Linked DNA regions of Mus musculus: all the other regions are linked to region 3. Evidence: chromatin contacts called from public Hi-C and HiChIP or PLAC-seq data. All regions are on one chromosome and are shown on one strand. Each heading gives the region's core, a stretch centred on a gene start, on an enhancer-like site or on the middle of the called end of the contact. The rest is flanking DNA. Distances are from core to core; before and after follow the strand shown.

Evidence for each region. A called contact is a pair of places that touch in the nucleus more often than the background predicts. HiChIP or PLAC-seq counts read pairs in DNA pulled down with a chosen protein or histone mark.
Region 1: a contact with region 3 is called in a Hi-C map of embryonic fibroblasts, with 4 times the contacts expected there. The contact joins two enhancer-like sites. A contact is called at or near these places in 1 of 15 datasets of contacts at CTCF or cohesin (large pre-B cells), 10 of 484 Hi-C or Micro-C datasets (the G1E-ER4 cell line, the HL-1 cell line, bone marrow-derived macrophages and 3 more), 6 of 115 datasets of contacts at active chromatin or transcription factors (the HPC-7 cell line, acute myeloid leukemia, embryonic stem cells and 3 more) and 4 of 9 other capture datasets (adipose tissue, embryonic stem cells, liver and 1 more).
Region 2: an HNF4G HiChIP or PLAC-seq map of pancreatic cancer cells shows a contact between it and region 3. The contact joins two enhancer-like sites. A contact is called at or near these places in 1 of 15 datasets of contacts at CTCF or cohesin (large pre-B cells), 1 of 484 Hi-C or Micro-C datasets (bone marrow-derived macrophages) and 7 of 115 datasets of contacts at active chromatin or transcription factors (acute myeloid leukemia, differentiating embryonic stem cells, effector CD8 T cells and 4 more).

Annotation. Positions count from the first base shown.
Region 1 is chr17:84,241,882-84,246,424 of GRCm38.p6, forward strand. The region is part of intron 31 of Thada (thyroid adenoma associated); the gene reads right to left. Among named protein-coding and RNA genes, the nearest start is that of Gm24492, 44 kb to the right of the region's middle. Within about 2 kb of position 3,035, at least 48 of the 459 cell types and tissues checked have an H3K27ac peak or open chromatin away from gene starts, as enhancers often do. A contact at or near this core is called in the HL-1 cell line, embryonic fibroblasts and pancreatic cancer cells, where this site is marked.
Region 2 is chr17:84,264,309-84,268,378 of GRCm38.p6, forward strand. The region is part of intron 30 of Thada (thyroid adenoma associated); the gene reads right to left. Among named protein-coding and RNA genes, the nearest start is that of Gm24492, 21 kb to the right of the region's middle. Within about 2 kb of position 2,308, at least 74 of the 459 cell types and tissues checked have an H3K27ac peak or open chromatin away from gene starts, as enhancers often do. A contact at or near this core is called in pancreatic cancer cells, where this site is marked.
Region 3 is chr17:83,971,174-83,975,801 of GRCm38.p6, forward strand. No RefSeq gene overlaps it. Among named protein-coding and RNA genes, the nearest start is that of Gm35457, 9.5 kb to the left of the region's middle. Within about 2 kb of position 2,693, at least 134 of the 459 cell types and tissues checked have an H3K27ac peak or open chromatin away from gene starts, as enhancers often do. A contact at or near this core is called in the HL-1 cell line, embryonic fibroblasts and pancreatic cancer cells, where this site is marked.

The DNA of each region.
Region 1 (4,543 bases), core at 1,785-4,284, 270 kb after region 3:
CTGTCTGCTTGCCCCCCCTCCAAGAGAACTTACAGCTCAATGATAAGGCAAACATCAGTTTATAGAGCTATGTAAAATGTTGAATGGATACTTTGTTGAGATGGCAAATACTGCACACGGAAAGACAATCTAACCAGGGAACTTCATGTAACCTCACGCCAGGAGAGCTACATACACTCACTGCAACGATGCAGCTGCCGACGCTGATGTCAAGTGTTGGCTAGAACACAGAGCAACTGGACCACTCTTCTGGTGGCAATGCCAAGTGGGCATCTCTTCTGATAAACATTCTGGCTGTTTCTTTTTACCTATGGCCTAATAATCTGCTTAGATTTTTTTTTTTTAGAATAACAAAAAATATTTTACTAAAACATAAGACTAAAACATAAGATTTACAGAATTTCCAGAAAAGATATTAAAAATGGTCACATGCTTCTTCTTGTTCTGTCTGTCTTCCTTCCTTTTTTCTTGTCTTTCTTTGTGTGTGTGTGTGTGTGTGGGGGGGGGGGTTTCTCTATGTAGCTCTGGCTGTCCTGGAACTTCTCTGTAGACCAGCTAGCCTTGAATTCACAGAGATCTGCCTGTCTCTGCCTCCCCACTGCCGGGAATAACGGTGTGAGCCCCCACCACCTGGCAGCATCTGGTTCTGTTTGTTTGTTTTTGTTTTGTTGCTTAGGTTTTTTTTTTTTCCCCAAGAAAAATCAAAGCATTTAACCAAACAATTCTTTGAAGATGTTCAGGGCTCCATATCTGACATTCTCTAATCAGAAAAAATAGCCAACATGTCTATCAACTGTTGATAAACTATCCATAAACAAATTATATAAACAGTGGAACACTAACTTAGCACATAAAAAGTCACGGTTCACATCGAACAATGTACTTTCACAAGTACAAAATATAATTAATCCAATTTTAAAGTGGGCAAAGGAGGGCTGGAGAGATGGCTAAATGTTTAAGAGCACATGATGCTCTTCCAGAGAACCCAAGTTCTGCCCTCAGCACCCACATCAGGCAGTTCCCAACCACCTATATCTCCAGGAATCTGATCCCCTCTTTTGGTCTGTGTGGAGAATCATGTACATACAGAAACACAGATACATATAAACAATGAATCTTTTAAAAATGAGCAAAAAGTCTGAACAGACATTTCTCGAGACAAATGTCCAATGGACATCAGGAAAGATGCTGTATCACCAGTCAGAGGGAAGTCAGAGCTCAGCCCAGCCAGGGCCACTGCACTCACAACAGGCAATTGTACTCAGGCAGTAACAAGTACGGCAGAGGAAGGGGAGAACTAGGAGCCTTGGGTGTTTCTGGAGGAAGACTTCAATTCCTCAAGAAGCTGATCCAGCCCTTTCTTCTCCTCCTATCCCCTGTCTCCACAACCCCCTTTACTCCTATGTGCAATTTACTCAGAAGAACTGAAAAAAAAAAGAGCCCATGAATATTTATAGCAGTGTTATTTACAAAAGACCAAACGTAGAAGCAAACCAAATGTTCACCAGTTGATAATGACTGAAAAAGTGATGCTGACACAGTGGAATATTATTTAGCTATAAACCCAAGTGAGTGCAGCTTTAGGCTACATACGGATGAAACTCGAAGGCATGGAGCGAAGCAGCGAGACATGAAAGGCCACAAAGGAATGCTTTCCGTTTATGCAAAACATCTCTGACAGACTTGAAAAAGCTATGTGCACTGCAATTTAACAGACAGGCCAATGAGTTTCTCATGATTGGTGATGAAGGGCCGGAGAGGGGAGAGGCAGGAACATGTAAGGGACAGGAACCACAGAGTTCTGAGGTCATCCTGCACATTTGAACAGTTCTTTCTCTGGGGTAGGAGTGCAAGTCAGGAAGTTTCAGGACGTGGTTCTGTCACAGACACAGACACTCAGTCCGACTAAGTGTCACACATTACTATCCTTATTTTCGATGACTGACATGGCAGTTGGATCCTTTGCAGTAACCAGCTGCATGGCTGAGCAAGTTACTCCCTGGGAGAGTCTCCATCTTCCTACTGACTAGACAGTATGAGACTGCAGTTCTTAGAGTGGCCTCTGTACACGGTACTCACAGAGTTAACATGCTATGCACTCATCCGGTACCACCCTGCTTTGCACCTCTGCAGAAGGGAGCTAGCTGCTTATGTCAGAGTGCACTGTTGAAAAGCAACATTTCAGACCAGAGTCCAGTTTCTGCAGAAAACCAACTAATGTATAGATGACAAAACGTGAACATTAACGTCCTTGAAATTTCATAGGTGCAGGCTTAGAAATCAAAAGTCCCAGAAGCCTCTAAAAACTGTTCTCAAGTTCCCCCTGCTCTCTCACCCCAGCCAAGAGAATCTCATCAGCTGTGTCAGTTAGGCAGGTCTGCACGCACACTAAAAGCACACAACCAGGACAGGACAAATCCCGCCCAGCTGCTCAGGTGGGGCTGGCTACAGCTAACCCAACGAGCCTGGCTAACCATGGCAGGCGTTGGTAGGCTGCCACTGCTTTATCCTCTAACTATTCAGCTGCATTTCCTAGGAATGAGGTAAAGGAAGTTCATGGGTCATAAAAATCATGGACTGTATTTCTTTACATCATGCAGTGCTCATGTTCTAAGCAATACAAACACAAGCATTGCTGAACACGTCGCACAGACTTCACCATTTGACCCATAGCACCTAGGCTGGCCAGAGGGAGGGCTGATCTCACGAAGCAGCATCTAGTCTACACATCCGAGCTCATTACAGAGTGGCCTGTGTTCTTACCCAGCTGTGGTCTACACAGCGCACTGCGCGGCAGCTACAGTTAGGGTTCTGACTCACCGTGTGAGCTGGCCACTTGTAGGACATCCAGAAGGAAAAAGTAACGACTATAAACTAAGATTCCCGATGAAGGAGTGTTTATTGTACTTGGCAGAGTGATGAGATCCGACCTATAAATTCCAGCTAACAAAGAAAGCATAGAACCGTCCCAGCACCCTGCCTCTGGGAAGTGTTGTTTGGTGGCCCTAAGTATGTCTATTTTCAAAGGCGCAAAGGGCGGGTCCTGCCCAGAGTGGCAAGTGCTCGCTTTCTAGTAATACACCCGAGTCCCAGCTCTGGCCTAAGGTTGTCCCACACTCTTAGGGACGACACTGCAAACACTGTGACTTAGAAGCCGCAGCACAGGGAAGTCGGCCTGGAGCTGATCCAGGAGGGCTGTCTCAGGGTTCCTGATGGCCGTCTCTCAGACATGCCACCTGTGGGAGATGGGGAGCTCGGGCTCTGGAGTCTTAGGACACACAGGACTCTCGGTGCTTCTCTCTGCCTCATTGTGAACGATGAGGACCATCAGCAGCACCTCCTCCATTCACGCACACGGGATGCTGGAGACAGCACTTGTCAGAGCTAGCAGTCTACAAAGGCTGGCCGCCGTCATTAAACGTGATGAGTGAGATGAAAGCAGAGTAGCATAGGTATCCTGCATACATGCTAGGGTGCCTTGGTCACAGTGTCTCTTCACAGCAATGGAAACTAGAAGACAACGGGTGAGAACACTACAACCAGATGGCACCAAGTAAGTAACATGGGGTTGACCGATGGAGCATGCACGAGGCCGAGCTCAGTCTTGAGCCTGGCATAAAACCATGCTGGCTCAAGGTCACTCTTGACTACATACTGAGTTTGAAGCCAGCCTGGGCTACATGAGGCCCTGTCTCAAAAAGAATGGCAACAACAATTACATTCATAAAATGGACCTGAGAAAGAAATAACCACTCATGGACTCACCAAAAAGAGAGAGGAAGGGGGAGGGAGGGAGGGAGGGAGGGAGGGAGAGACGTGTTAAGTATATTTATTTAAATATGTGGTAAATAAACTCTAGCTGTGCAAAATGAAAACAAATGTAAGGGGTAGGTCTACAGGCAAGCAGATTATCTCTCAGAGCAAACGGGATATTTAGCAAGTACCAGGGAATTATTTTAGCAATAGATATTTTAGTGGGACATTTCCTTCCCGAGTACAAGTAGCTTAGGTTAGACTTTAGATTAGAATTGAATAACTGCCCTTGCACCCCTTGCACAGGCCTGCACCTCAGCCTCTGGGCTTCTAGACTTTCCCTTTCTCTCAGCTGCAGCCGCAACTCATTTTCCTTCCTGACAGAGACTGAGGTAAGCTAATGATGGCAGGAAAGGAAAAAAGGATACAGAGGACTCAGTGCTCCCGGGGGTTAAATCACTTTCAAACTCCAAACACAATGGGGTTCTTCTCATCCTGTCACCCCCCCCCCAAGGTATTCTAAGGCACCTCAGAGTTCACTGAAAGGAACGGCCTTTCAATGCTGTTAACAGAACACAGTTTGAGGGATGGGCAGAGCCTCTTTCATGCAAAACCTAAACCAAAAATCTTCCTCAAATTAGTGCTTTGTTTATTTTGGCAATGAGTCCCATTTATAATTAAATTTACTATGAAATGTACCAGACAAGCAAGATGGTTCAGAACGTGAGGTGCTTGCTCCCAAGTCTGATGAGGCAGGTCAATCTCCAGAACCCACAAGACAGAAGAGAAT
Region 2 (4,070 bases), core at 1,058-3,557, 290 kb after region 3:
GAAGAAAAGAGAAAAAGGAACGGAAAGCACCAAGTCCAGCCCAGCCCACCCCCCCACAAAAGCAGGTGTGCTACGTGACTAGCTAGCCTTGTTGAGACTCGCGTGTCTTCCAGTCTTGGCAGGGACCACAAATGATAGCCTTACAATGCCCCACGATCACCCTACTACAACAGCCCCTTTGGGCTGGACTCCTGCCAGTGGCAATGGAGGTGGGACAGCAAGCTGCAGCAGGCTGAGGGCTTAGCCACACTGTTTCTCAGGTCACTGCAAAAGAGCGAGCTACTTCCTGTGGAGGAGAGCAGTCCAGAACACAGGAGACTGGGAAGAGGCTGGGGCCATGGGAAAGTAGAATCAGACCCAAGCCCCAGTCTTTCTGCCCTGGCAGTGTAGTCTCTTGTGTGAATAAATCTGGTGGTTAGAAAAAAAAAATGCTGTCTTCAGCTCTTGTGAAGCAAATGGAATTCTTTCTAGAGCAGATTCTGAAGCTGGCTATAGACGTCTGGGGAAGACCTGGGACTGCCACACACAAGCAAGCCCCAGCCTTGTCTCTATAAGCACATTTTACTCACATTCTTAAACCCATAGGCCCTCAAGGGGAACAGCACTCAGCTTACTGGGGACTAGTAAAGAAGGGGGACACAGGGGTGGGAGGAGTGATCAAAGGAAGCTGAGAAGGAGGTGAGCCGTGTTACAGTTCACAGTTTGCAAGTCAGAGCTGGCTTGAGGGGCCAAGTACTAGAGTGGGCCCACAAACACAAGCTCTCCCATACCTACTCCCTTCATCAACACCATTTTACTGAAACAACCAACCAACCCCCCCCCCCACACACACACATTTTTCTTACTCACCTTGAGATCTATTCTCATATTCTCAAAAGCCTATTTTCCTCATCAGACTATAAGATTTATTTAACAGAATGACAAATAGCCAACTGCATGCCAACAGAGCACCAGTCCTCCCACAGGCCCTGAGGCCACAGGGATGGCTGCCTGAACCAAGAAATATAACTTTCCCACAGTGTCCTGGTACCATGCAGCCCTGACATTGGGAGAGGCTGCAGGCCTGATGGCTTTGGAAGTCTTGAGTCTGCTTCTGCCTAGCAAGGGGGAGTAAGGCCATGAGCATGGGAAGAACATTTCTAACTGGGTGCTAGAACTACAGTGGCTGATGGCTTAGCCTTTGCTAAGTTCATAAACTATGAACTTTGTCTCAGGGTCAACAGCAGCTCTCACTTGGAGCTGGCCAAGTATTTAGGTGCTCAGGTCCTACCTTCAGTCTAACTAGTGACTTCTGAGAACACGTTCTATCTGAGCAGCTCTATTTTAGACAGTCCAACATGACAAGCAGTGTCTGGACACATGGAGGCAGTAAGGTCCAGGAAAAAGCTTGACAAGGACTTGGCAGCTGAGTACAGATATTAGCAGTTTTCAGTGGGGTCCACGCCTGTTCAGCTGTGTAGATGGATGGGTTCTCCTGACCTCTGAGGGTTACATCTCTGCAAATGCATAGGGACTTCACAGGGTTTTCCGTATTTAAATCCCAGATCCAGGAGTTTGCCTGAGAACCTGTTTTGTTGCCCTCTTTACACTGCACTGTGGTTTTAAGAAATAGTTGCAGTGCCTAAGTCAGTCTGGCCTCGCCCAGAAAAGGCTGATAAACAAACTGACCCAAGTACTGCCTGTTCTACTTTAGCCACATCTTAAAAGATGAAAATGTAACACGACCCTCTGGAACAAGGACCACATGAGGGTCCCTGGCTTCAGTGGACTTGGGAAGGCAAAGGCATTTATTTCTACAGCAGAGTCTCTCAGGGTGGGAGTTGACACTGGGAGGTTTTAAATCTTCCCCGGTGATTCCAGCATTCTACCCTGAGCATCAGGAACTATTGTTTGGAATGAAAACTTGCTACCAGCCAACCTGGCATTTGTTAGTGCCAAGACCAGGAGTCACAGTCTCCTGTGGGATCCTAATGGGAGAAGTGGCTGGGTGAGTACAGCAGTGATGTGTGTAAAGCACGCTCTATTAAAAGCAATGACCAGAGCCAGAGTGGTAGTGTCCCAGTGTCATCCCAGCAGTAGGAGGGCCGTGGCTGGCCTAGGCTAAGGAGCAAGGCTCTGTCTGTCTCAAAGTAAAATTAAAGCTATCACCATCCCCACTCTCCCAGGAGGAGGCTAGCAAGACAGAATGTGCAAACAAGCACACACAAAGAGACATAAAGCACATGGCTTGCTACCAGGATCTGAACAAGTTTTTGTTTGTTACCTGGCACCCCTGGCAGAGCACACAGTACACCCAGGCCCTAGTGGTACCCTGGGAAAGCCCAGGGAAAAGTCCTTATGAACCAGAAACAAAAGGTTAAAGCGTGTCAGTTACTGTGTTAAAACATTGAAAGTAAAAGTTGAAAACATAACCATACTTGTTTGCCTTATCTCTTGAACTTATGCCAAACTAAACTAGTGTTATACATAGGGTGTGTCAACACAGAAAAGTTAATTTTCTAATACCAAGAGCATTTTGAGATAAACTCATGGAATCATATATATTGATTGCTTCATCCAGAGCTTGGTACAAAGTAGGCATTCCAAAAATAACTTTTAAAAACCCTTAAACTTTTGGCAAGGTCTCCATGCACTGTTTGTGGGACGAGGGTCTCACAACGTACAGCAGCTGTAGCACTGCGCTGCCTCTCAAGAGACTTAGTCTGCTTTTAGAAATGAAACCTAAGGCCAGAGTTACAGACTGACTCCACACCACACGCAGCAATGAAGGCAAAGTAGAGCAATGAAGCCAATTATAGTGGCATATGCTTTTAATCCCAGCGCACTTGGGAGGCAGAGGCAGGTGGATCTTGGTGAGTTTCAGGAGAGTAAGAACTATATAATGAGACCAATCTCAAAAAACCCAGCAAAACAAACCAATAAGCCCAATCTCTCTCTCTCCGCCCCCTCATACATACACACACACACACACACACACACACACACACACAGGCATAGAGACACACAGAGAGATGCTTAAGCCCACTTTTCAACAAAAGATTCTTTTCCTAGTTAATCAAAAAGGCAAAATTAGGCAAAATTATTTTTTTTGTAGAGATGGATAGTGATAGGAAAAATCAACCCCCCAATTCCCCAAATTGAAAAAAAAAAAAACTCTGAAGAAATAATAGAGATTTTAGTTTTTGTTTGTACTTGCTATTTTTAAATGTTTTAAGTATGAAGTTACTATGTTAACCCCAGCACTTCTATCTCTTGGCTGTCCCATCACACGCTGCCAATGACAGCTCTACTTTCTGTGTCTATGAACTATCTGCTCAGCCAGCCATCTCTCGGGGTACCTCCATGTGGTGGCACAGGTCAGATCTCTCTTGCTGCTTGGGGATATAGCTGTGGCAGCGCACTGGCCTAGCATGTGGAAAGGCCTGGGTTCAATCCCTAGTTGAGGATGGGAACTTCTCTTTTAAAGATGGACTAATGTTACCATATGTATATAGCATATTTTGCTTACATTGTCAGCAATGAACACTGCTGTTCTGTGGTTTGGTGACCAGGAAGAACGTTGCTCTGAGCATAGCAGTACAACCATCGAAGCCTGCTTTCTCTTTCTCTGAACTTAGACGGAGAACTGCAGGATTAGATACTGATTCTATTTCCAGTTTTTAAGGAAGTGTGATACCATTTTCCATAGCAGCCATAAAGTTTTAAGTAATAATAATAGCAAATATTTTCATATTGCCAAGTGAAAAAAAGGAAGCTATAACTTTTATACTTAATAGAACCTTAGCTATGTTTTTTAAAAAAAGGAAAAAGATGATGTAACCACAGAGAACTGTGCTAAGAGTAGATTTCACTTTTATATTGTTTTTCAAATTATTTTTCCTTGCTATGAATGATAGCCAAGGAAAACCAGGGATGAAGTTCTGTAGAGAATGTTTCCCTTCGGCCATCCCATTCCCCACCCCAGAGCCCAGCAGCACACAAAGCTCACCTGCTTATCTTCTTCAGTTTGGTTTGTTTTTTTGAAACTGTTTCACTGAGTAGCTCAGACTGGTCTGAAATTTGCAACAGCC
Region 3 (4,628 bases), core at 1,443-3,942:
GCTAATAGTTTAGGAAATCTGACTACCATCATTGCTGGTTTCTTGAAATGTCAGACAACAGTTTTGGTCTCATTTTTAGTACAAGCAACTCCATTTGGGTTTGGTATGGTGTACTGGGGCCTAATGCTGTAGCAGAACATAAAATAAATCATATATATTTTTTTCTGTGTCCAGACACTTTACAAAACAAACAAAAAACAATAAAAACAGGGGTTTTCTGTGTAGCCTGACTGGCCTGGAACTTGCTCAGTAGACCAGGCTGGCCTCAAACTCAGAGATCCACCTGCCTCTGCTCCTGAGTGCCAGATTAAAGGTGTGAGCCACCACTACCTGGCTTATTTCCATCCTCCAACCCACTTTTAAATATAGAATCTTAATATGTAAACTTGGCTAGCCTTGAACTTGAGACAATCCTCCTACATCAGCCTCCGTAGCATCAGGATTACAGGTATGAATGAGGCACTGTGCACAGCTCACAAACACACTTTTTTTTTTTTTTTTTTGAGACATGGTCTCACTGTATAGACCAACCTGGCTTTGAACTCACAGAGATCTGCCTGCCTCTGATGCATGCGTGCTACCATACCTGGTCCCAGCTCTTTAAAGTAGTTCTACCCAGAGGAAGTTTAAAGTGAAACATGTATTTAAGGTAGAATTTTCCATTAGTCACGTTTTAAAAGTACAAATAAACCCAAGAAAACTTAATTTTAGCAGTATGCTTTTATTGAACTCAATATATAAAAATGTAACTTTAATATAGAATCATTATAAAAATTATTTTGCTTTTTGGCCAATCTTTTGATATCCTTTAAAAAAAATTCTTACCAGCAATGTAAATTTGACTGCTAAAATTTCACAGCAACCTCATCTGTGTTAGGCTTAATGACTTCTGTCACTTCCATGGGACCTTCCCTTTCACAGGCTCCTAAATGGAGCCGGACAAGCCAGGGCATTCTGGGAGTTAAGCAGCTCCCATGGCAGTGAGCTCACAGAGTCCTTGGTGAGGAGTTGACAAAGGACACTCAGTCCATTGTTTCCCTAGAGGCGCGCTCCCGGAACAGCAGCTGGGCTGGAAGAGCAGCAGTGCTCAAAGGGAGGGAGGCTGAGAAGCAGAGCAGGGAGAGCCCCCTCTTTCTGTAGAGTAGAAGTGGGCAGGGCACAGAAAGGGGAGACAGGTGGGTTTCTATGGGCTCCTTAAAGCGTTCAAGCAGACAGTTCTCCAGTGTCACAAGGTGGCCTGGCTTGCTTCTCAACGGCATTCCTCCTGAGCTGGAACAAGGTAATTGTTCCCAATACCAGATCTTCTGACCACCCAGCATAGGTGGATTCAGAGGCCCCAGGAATTCCTCCAGGAAGCCTACCCTTAACATGTCTTCTAAATCACATGCGGTCTAGGATCAATGGACACAAATCTGGGCTGAGCAGAGCTTGGGCAGAGGCCAGAAGGAGAGGGTACCCAACCTGAACAGAGGGGCGGGACAGTCGTTCCTTGCTGGCATAGACAGACTACAGAGACCCAAAGAAAGTCAGAGGTCAGCTTAGATCAACCCTTAGGTAGTTAAAAGAAGCAGACCAAACACAAAGTGTGTGTACGTGTATGTGTGTGTAGGATGGGGAGGATCCTGGTTGTCATGGTACTGGGGCCCCTGAGCCAGGCCATGAAGGCTGAGCTCAAGCAGGGGTAAGGCTTTGAGAGGAAACTGCAATTAAAAGACCAGCTGTCAAGAGGTCCCCACAACCAACAGTGAAGAGACCCTCAACTAGGACACGGGCACCCAAGCAACTTGACTGCAGAACCTGAAGATGCCATGGACTTCCTGTCCTTTCTGTTAGGGAAGTCAGGGCTGAAGCCCATGTAGCCCAAGGCCATCTTCTTATAGAGGAGAGACCAAAGCAGACTCAAAGTCGAGCTGGAACTAGGCTAGTCCCTCAGGCTTTCTCATTGGTTTTCCATCCCACGTGGTCCCCCATCCCACACATGGCCCCCCATCCCACGTGGTCTCCTTTCCTACGTGACCCCACATCCCATGTGGTCCTACATCTCACATGGTCCCCCATCCCACATGGCCCCACATCCCATGTGGTCCTACAGCTCATGTTCTCTCTTTCATCCTTTCTCAGGATTGAGCTCTTTTTTATGATTCCCTTTTCTGGTTAGGAAATATTTCCTGTGCATGGTTGATGTTAGACACATCAGAGCAAACTCCTAGAATGGTTGGCCAGGTGTCACCAGGTGTTGGCAGACTAGGGGCATAAAACAGGCAAAAGTCACAGGCTATAGGTCTTTGAGATGGCTACAGTCGGGTGGTGGCATTTGGAACATGGAATAGGATTCAAGTGACAGGGCTGACCCCCTGAGGGTGAGCCTCTTCCTGCTCACCCTGAGTTTGTATTCACAATACAAAACTCTGGCAACAGGTGGCAGTGCTACTCCGTCCTGAATCCAAGATGGCTTGCCAGGAGATGTTCTGAAATGCATTCATTCGTTCATTCGTCCCACGAGTATTTATTGAGTGTTTACAATGTGCTGGAGACATTTCTAGATCCTTGGGATACAATATTCAATGCAGGAAAGAACTGCCCTCTGGGAGCTTCCTCCTCAAGCAGGAAGACAGCGAGTAAAAGAGAAACACATCTGGTGTGTGGTGTGGTGAAAGAGAGAACAGAGCCTAGGGGAGAAAGCTGAGAGTGTGGAGTTAAATCCGAAGGCAGAGATGAGACGAGCGGCATTGAAGGAGGGGTGGGGCTGCTGCAGAGGCTGGAGAGGAAGGGACGGGTCGTCTGCAGGGATGGGGCTTACTGGAGTGTGGGTTTGTTACTCTATTCTGTACTTGTCTTGCTGCTGTGATAAAATGCCTCAGAAAAGGAACTTAAGGAAAAGGGGTCTACTCTGGTTCGTACGTAGCCTGAGGGTACCGTCAGAGTGTGTCAGGGAAGCCTGGCGGCAGGAGTCTGAGGTGGCTGATCTCACCGCATCCACAGTCAGGAAGCAAAGAGACAGCAGATGCTGCTGCAGCTCACCTTGCAGGCTCCTTTCCGTTCAATGTTTGACCTCAGTCCATGACATGGTACCACCCACTCTAGGGTGGACCTTCCCACCTAGTCAGCCTAATCTAGATAAACCCTCACAGGCAAGCGGAGGTTTGTTTTCCTTGGTGAATCCCAAACCAAGGAGTTACAGTCGAAGAACCGTCACAATTACACGTGTCGGATGAGGAAGACTCACAGTCAGAGAGGAACAGACACTGTCCAAAACGAGAAATCGAAATTTGGAGGGCGCTTTGTCTCACCTGTCCTGTCCTGATGTCCCATTCGGTCCTGGGACTACGTCCCCTCAATGCGGCAGATCCACAGGCTCAAATCCTGCCTGCTTTCCTTTCTAGGCACGTTTTGTGACCAACCTTTAGTTATTGTGTGTAGTTATTGAGGTCCTGAGAGTAAAATATTGTTCAGGATGTATATCAACCCCACCTCCACCCTGCCCATTATCTATGAAACTTGAGAAGGTATGGATCTCAGGAGTTCTAGCAAACAAGGAAGTCCCAAAACAGAGGGTAGCTGGTGCCCGACGATAACCTTAGAGGAGAATGAGTGACTGTCTTAGTCTGTAACAGAATGCCGCAGGCGGGTGGTTTATCATGAAAGGAGAGTTACTTCTCACAATTCAGGAGACTGACACTGAGGTATCCAAGAGACCTTCTTGCTACATCATAGCATTGTTGGGATATATATATATATATATATGAATGAATGAATATGGCAGAGACAGAGGGAGAGAGACAGAACAAACTTTTATTTTATAACAAATCCATTTCAGAGGGAACTAGTCTATCTACTCTCTCAACAATGGCATTAATCCACTCATAACAATAGGGATCTTGACCTGTTCACATCTTAAAGGTCCTGCTTCCTGTCCCTTCCCAGCAGTAGCTACATTTCAGTAAATGTCACATCGGGGAGAGAACATTGAAACACTGGCAGATGGAGCACTGTGAGGATGGAAGCAGTGTGTGTGTGTGTGTGTGTGTAGCCACTTTCCCTGCCCAGAGCGCTTGTTATTAGAGACCTTCTCTTTTGTGAAGCTATTTGCTTGGCTTTTGAGACAAGTGCCCACTATGTAGCCCTCACTGGCTTTGACCTTGCAGCCCTGCTTTGAGCTTTCCTGTTCAGGTAGCCTGAGAACATGTTCCCTTTACCCGCAGATTGGTTCTGAGACAAAGATACATTACAGGTAAAGTCATGCTTATGACTCAACCTGCAGGTGCCAAAGAATCTCTTTCTCCAAGGCTCAGGGCAAAAAAGTCTAAAAGACCAGGGCAGCACAGAGGTTCTGGAACCAATGCCCAAAGCCCAAGAAGGAGATGCTGGCAAGATGATGCTAACTTGTAGGGGAAAAAGACCAAACAAGCAAAGAAAATCACACTCTCCTGCATCATTCAGATCTTATGCGACTTCAGGCCTGGGCTTAGCTAGCTCTGTGACAAAGGCCAAAAGATGATCCTTCCATGGTGACCCACCTTAAGTGTATGTCTTTTGGAACCGAGTTCTGAACAATGAGTGATGCTTGAACTAAAATACAATGGAGTAAAATTGTGAGCCAGTGAGACCCTAGTTTAGTGCCCCATCCT